2 separate regions of the Sus scrofa genome follow, and region 1 is linked to region 2. A link is a contact called in public HiChIP or PLAC-seq data. All regions are on one chromosome and are shown on one strand. Each heading gives the region's core, a stretch centred on a gene start, on an enhancer-like site or on the middle of the called end of the contact. The rest is flanking DNA. Distances are from core to core; before and after follow the strand shown. Region 1 holds the start of CXCL2 (chemokine (C-X-C motif) ligand 2). Region 2 has its middle 15 kb from the start of CXCL8.

Evidence for each region. HiChIP or PLAC-seq counts read pairs in DNA pulled down with a chosen protein or histone mark.
Region 1: a contact with region 2 is called in an H3K27ac HiChIP or PLAC-seq map of alveolar macrophages. The contact joins the promoter of CXCL2 here to the enhancer-like site in region 2. A contact is called at or near these places in 1 of 5 promoter capture datasets (liver), 15 of 47 Hi-C or Micro-C datasets (adipose tissue, alveolar macrophages, embryonic fibroblasts and 9 more) and 2 of 2 datasets of contacts at active chromatin or transcription factors (alveolar macrophages and skeletal muscle).

What each region holds. Positions count from the first base shown.
Region 1 is chr8:70,155,545-70,158,657 of Sscrofa11.1, forward strand. It overlaps CXCL2 (chemokine (C-X-C motif) ligand 2), which reads left to right and starts at 1,709. Exons shown (of 4, transcript NM_001001861.2): 1 at 1,709-1,840; 2 at 1,945-2,068; 3 at 2,180-2,263; 4 at 2,867-3,113. The coding sequence starts at 1,741. The coding sequence ends at 2,882.
Region 2 is chr8:69,916,598-69,919,673 of Sscrofa11.1, forward strand. No RefSeq gene overlaps it. Among named protein-coding and RNA genes, the nearest start is that of CXCL8, 15 kb to the right of the region's middle. Within about 2 kb of position 1,649, at least 15 of the 83 cell types and tissues checked have an H3K27ac peak or open chromatin away from gene starts, as enhancers often do. A contact at or near this core is called in adipose tissue, alveolar macrophages, embryonic fibroblasts and 2 more, where this site is marked.

The DNA of each region.
Region 1 (3,113 bases), core at 459-2,958, 240 kb after region 2:
ATACAGGTATTACTGACAAAAAAAAAAAAAAATGTAGAGACAAATATTTGTTTAAAATCAAGTCACTTAGAATCTTTTCAAATAATCAAGATGAAACATTTTTAATTTTATCCACATTTTGTAGTTGAAAGTCCTAAAACTAGAGTTACAAAATTACCCAACAATTAAACTAGAAAAAAAAAACATTCTAAATTTTCTTTTTAAGAAAAAAATATACAAACATTTTATATTGGAGGATTTTTCTTTTTTCCAATAATTCTTTTCTCTTTGTACAAAGATTTTATCCCCAGGTTAGTTTCAGCTTATTAATACAGAAAAAGAAATTTCTATTTTATTTACTTAAAATTATTTATAGCATTTAATATATAATTTATAGTATTTAAATGTCAAAACATTTATTCATCATAACAACTCGTTGAAGTAGATACTACCCTTAAGCTCCATTTTCCAGATGAGAAACTAAGGCACAAACAGGTTGGAAGTCATGCACCATTAATCTGGGGAGCTGAATTCCTACTCTAGCAATCTAGAGCAGTCTTGCTCAGTGCCTCCCTCATCTCTATAGCATCCCCCCACCTGCTTCCCACGGGATATGTCCATAGCTCTCACAGATCTGCATTCAGAATCACACCTAAACCATCTGAAACCTACCTGAATATAATCCAACAAAAGACATTACAACTAAGGATGAAAATGACACAATGACAAAGTCTCCAGTTAATAGCTTGAAATGCCTCATTAGAAGTCAGTAGAAATAAAATTTGACTGTGATTCTTTCTCTAGAGAGGAAATCAAATCACTAGAAGCAGGAAAGGCCATAGAACAAGGAAATGAAATGAGATTTGTGACCATAAACAAGGAACGGAGATGCGATGCGTGATCTAGCTCTAAGCTACTTCCCAGGAACACGATTTTTTTGTTTTTGTTTTGTTTTGTTGCTGCTTGGATGAGCAAAGCGTGCTGCTCACACTACGCATCCGCTCTTGATTTCTATTACCTGTTTTATTCTTGGACAAAACTAGAAACCGTGGACCTGTGAGCTCTCCTCGCAACAGATCCAAACATTAATCCGTATTTTAAGGATTAATCAACACCCTCGACACCAAAAAGGTGGTATTCATGGACTTACTCGAGCTGTGGAAGTTCCAGAATTTCCCAGAGAAAGGAAGCTAAGTGGGATTACAACACTTTGTTCCGCATTAAACACTGAATTCAATTTTTGATACTGATCGTCCCCTCACCCATGAGGGACGCTGTGACACAAAGTGTGATTTATCTGTGCTTTTAAAATACCAGGAAGTAGGGGAACTTTCTAATGTATAATATGCTAAAACTGTGTTATAACAGTGTATTTAGGCGGACGTAAATAAAATCATCAAACCCCAAGATACTTATGCGTAAAGAGCACACGCAAGTTCTCTCTGCTTCCCCCCTCAACCTTAATAACTAACGTTCGTCACAGATGCCTCTCTCCACTAAGTTGTGACTCCCCCCGTGGGGATTTGGGCACAAAGATGACACTTCCAAAGCAAGAATTACGCGGGAGGAGGGCGGGGCTGCGCCTTCCTTCCGGACCCAGGAATGACCCGCGCATCAGGGAATTTCCCTGGCCTGGGGCTGCCAGCTCCAGTCCCATCAGAATAAAAGGCGTTCGCACCGCTCAGGGAGCCACAGAACCCGCTCCACCAGCACTCCCTCCAGCCCACCTGCAGCAGACAGCCACCCTCCGAGCTAAGCCCCATGGCCCGCGCCGCGATCGCCGCCTCCCCCTGCGCCCCGCGCTTCCTCCGCGCTGCGCTGCTGCTCCTGCTTCTAGTGGCCGCTGGCCGGCGCACAGCAGGTGAGACTCGGCGCCTGGCATCCCCAGGCCGGACGCGGGGACGGGTAAGGGGGGGAGACGCCCGTCGGAGAACACCCCACTAACCGAATCTGTCTTCCTGGCAGGGGCCCCCGTGGGCGGCGAACTGCGCTGCCAGTGCCTGCAGACGGTGCAAGGAATTCACCTCAAGAACATCCAGGACCTGAAGGTGACGTCCCCGGGACCCCACTGTGACCAAACGGAAGTCATGTAAGCTTCCCTGCCCGCCGCTGTCCTTGTCACCCCCAGCGTCCCAACGCCCCAACCCTGACTCCCCAGCCCGACCTCCTGCCTCACATGGATTCTCCCTGCTCTCTGCAGAGCCACTCTCAAGAATGGTCAGGAAGTTTGTCTCAACCCCTCAGCCCCCATGGTGAAGAAAATCATCGAGAAGATGCTAAACAAGTGAGTTATAGTTTTTATTCACTCGTGTGAGTAGAGTCATTCTGTCTCCTGCAAATTATACCAGAGAAACCCACGATTTAGGTGCAGGGCTGAAAATCATGATTATTTCACCATTCATTTGCTATTAAGGTCATTAATCTGCTCTGGTGTCAGAAGGATATTTCCAGAGCCTTGCATCCTCAGCCCATTCTCCATCCCCAGTCAGATGAGTGTGACCAAATGTATGTCCCTAAAAGATTAAGTAGATTTATTTAGCCAGTGGTGCTAAAATGGCTAAAGAGAGGTTCCACTCTTTATTATTCCTTTAACCCCAGGGACAGTACTTAACCTAAGTCTCAATAACACGGGAAAAATAATAAAGCTGCTTCATGGGGTTTGATCCAAGGCTTAAGTGATGTCATGTATGCCCAATGTGGCATTATCTTCTGGCTTTCTGAAGCTAATAATAAGATTGTAACCACAGGCACCTTATTCTCAATTAAACAGCTTCTAGAAGCTGGCATTTTCTGCTACACATGGCAGCAGTGGTCTAGGTAGCACTTGGTACAGGGTTTTGAGGTCAGCTTTTAAGTCCTACTAACATGAACCTTTTTCTCATCACAGGAGCAGTGCCAACTGATGTAGAGAGATGGAGGAAACTTACTGGCTACTGCTGTAGCTTTAGCGGAATCAAAGTGAAAGAAGAGAAGCAAATAGCCCCTGGGGCCACCTGGACTGTGTTTCATGCATTTGGCTACTTCTTATGAGATTTCTTCTATTTATTTATATGTGTATTTATTTATTTATTTTTCAAAGCTTGTATATTTAATGTGCTATCTAATATTTAAAGATATGAATGTGTTTGGCAGGT
Region 2 (3,076 bases), core at 399-2,898:
AATTGAAATTTTTCAGAGGGTTGTCGAAAGCATGCTTCCACCATGAATCATTTTATCTGCTAATCACAATAGAAATTTTTTTTGCACTGTTTCAGAGAAATTACTAACATACAAATTATGAACACATTTTAAAAGACTGTCTTAATCCCAACAAGTTTAATATGTAAAAATGAAACCAGAAGAATTTGGGAAAGCAGCCCTTTGGTTCCTGGCTTTATGTGTTTATGAAAAGTTGAATGAAAAATTGTTTAACCTGAGTTGGGTAAATTTAGATTTAGATTGGATATGCCATCTGTACGGTTTGGGGGGGAAACAGATGGAACAGAATTGGTCCCAGGAGAGTTTTATTAGGTCACTTCCAAAGGGGATTATCTTTCCATGACATTATATTTTCCTAAACAGAGGATTCTTCCTTTCTTGCTCCCTACCTTGTACCAGAAATACAGATATTTGCATGGGGGAAATTTTTACCAATATTTTTAAGATAAACATTATGCGATTTCCTCTCTATCTTTTTGTGCCTATTAATAGCAAAGTTAATCAGAGACGTTTGTACAAAAGATGCTTTTAGCCTTAGGAAAACAATGCCTTATTATTTCTGAGTTCAGAGGCATCTGTGAGAGAAAATTCATTGAGGATTTAAAGGGGATTTAAAGGGAGATTTCCAAAATCCTCAGGAAATTCCCCACGTGGTCAAGGGGCTCATACTCATGACTCCTGCAGTGTGTCTGCAAACGGCACTGCACAGGAATTTCTACTGAGTCATGCTGCGGGAATACTTCACTGAGGAGCCTGCAGAGGAAGCAGCCTGTGGCTGGTCATGGTTAGCACTAGGCTGCTGAGTCAGGACTCCTGGAAGGGGCCCTCTGTTCAGGAGATATTTTAGGTGTTCAGCGTATGCAAGGGTCTTAGGATTCATTTCAGACTCTCTTGTACAGAAATCACCGACCAGAAGAGAGAAACAGCAGAAATCCCTTAGGCTACAATACATTAGGCTAGAGTTGTGGGGCTTAAAGTTTGTTCTCTGGATAGCAACATCTCGGACCTTGTAGAAATGTGCGCTCTAACCCCCACCCCTACCAGGTGAAACAGAAACTCTAGGAGTAGAGTTATAAGATTTGTGTTTCAGCAAGCTTCCAGGTGATTCTGCTGTGCCTGGGAGGCTGGAGGTAGCTCACAGAGTGAGGGGGCAGCAGATTGGGAGACCTGAAGCCAGAGGGGGCAGTCTGAAGGTGAGCTGGAGGCGATGCTGTTGCCTAGACTTTGTAAAGGACCAGTGGGTTTGCAGAGTGAAAAATGGAGTGGGGTCGGGTGGGTGGAGGAAGGGTGTTCAGACCCAGACAGAGTGTGCTCTGGGCTCAAAGAGCTTAGACTGGAAGGACTGACATCAAGGGAGGGAGAGACAGACAGACCCAGAGAGTCTGGAGACCCCCAGAGGTGCCCAGGGGAGACGGATTTTTCTCAAGCCAAGGATTGTCAGCTCTATCTTGAAGATCACTGAAGATTAAAACCAGAGAAAGACATGGTTAGATTTGCATTTTAGAAAGTTCAGGAGCTCCTGCGTGGTGCAATGGGGTCTGTGGTGTCTTGGGAGCCCTGGGATAAGGGTTTGATTCCCGGCCCCGCACAGGGGGTTAAGGATCCAGTATTGTCATAAATGCAGCTTAGGTTGTGATTGTGGCTTGGATCTGGTCCCTGGCCTGGGAACTCCATATGCTGTGGGGTGGCCAAAAAAGAAAAAAAAAAGTTCACTTGGTGAGATGAGTGGCTGGTGGAAGGATGAGGCTTGAGGTTAGACCAGTGAGCTGATTTCTGTGGTGATCCAGACCAGAGCAAGAGGGCCCAGCTTGGTATGGTGGAGAAGGGAAAGGGCCCCAAATAAAGATGTTTAAAAAAGTGACTTGTGACTAGGTCACTGTTCAGCAGAAATCAGCACAACATTGTATGTACTGACAGCAAATGCTGACAAGAGGAGTTCCCGTTGTGGCTCAGTGGTTGGCGAATCCGACTAGGAACCACAAGGTTGTGGGTTCGATCCCTGGCCTTGCTCAGTGGGTTAAGGATCCAGTGTTGTCATGAGCTGTGGTGTAGGTTGCAGACACAGCTCGGATCCTGTGTTGCTGTGGCTGTGGTGTAGGCCAGCAGCTGCAGCTCTGATTGGACCCCTAGCCTGGGAACCTCCATATGGCGCGAGAAGCAGCCCTAGAAAAGGCAAAAAGATAAAAAAAAAAAAAAATGCAGAATACAAGGTGAAATAAACAGAACAGACAGTTGGCTGTACAGTTCAATACAAATTTTGAGATATAGGCTAATAAAAATAAGCACATCATTGGAACATTTGTATCAACATTTTTATCTCTCAGGGGTGAGATGACAGATAATTTTTAGTGTCTTCTTTATATTTTCTTTATTGCCCATTTTTTCTTTTCTTTTCTTTTCTTTTTTTGTTTTTTGTGATTTCTTGGGCCGATCCCATGGCATATGGAGGTTCCCAGGCTAGGGGTCAAATTGGAGCTGTAGCCACCTGCCTTTGCCAGAGTCACAGCAATGGGGGATTCGAGCCGCGTCTGCAGCCTACACCACAGCTCAGGGCAACGCTGGATCGTCAACCCACTGAGCAAGGCCAGGGATTGAACCCACAACCTCATGGTTCCTAGTCGGATTCGTCAACCACTGCGGCATGATGGCAACTCCTATTGCCCATATTTTCTAATACTGAATGTGAATTATATTTATCATCAGGAGCAATAAATGCTGGGGAGGAAGGAAGGAAGGTAAAAAAGGATAGAGGGAGAGAGGAAAGGTCTTACTTGAGGAATAAATGGGATGCTGTATGGAAAGTCAGAATGAGGACATAAACAGGGAGTCTTAAATTTAATCTGTTTTAAAATTGCCCGTTAAGCAGTCCTGACAGGTATGGCACCGAGCTCAGACGTACAGGGGGTGGTGATGGGGGGTTGGGGGGGAGATTGGACACGTGGTGGGGGCTGAGCTGGGGGAATAAGTAGGCTTTGACCTCCCTGACAGTCCACTGGGTTAGTGAGAGTGACACATGTCACACGAAGGGGATGTGGGC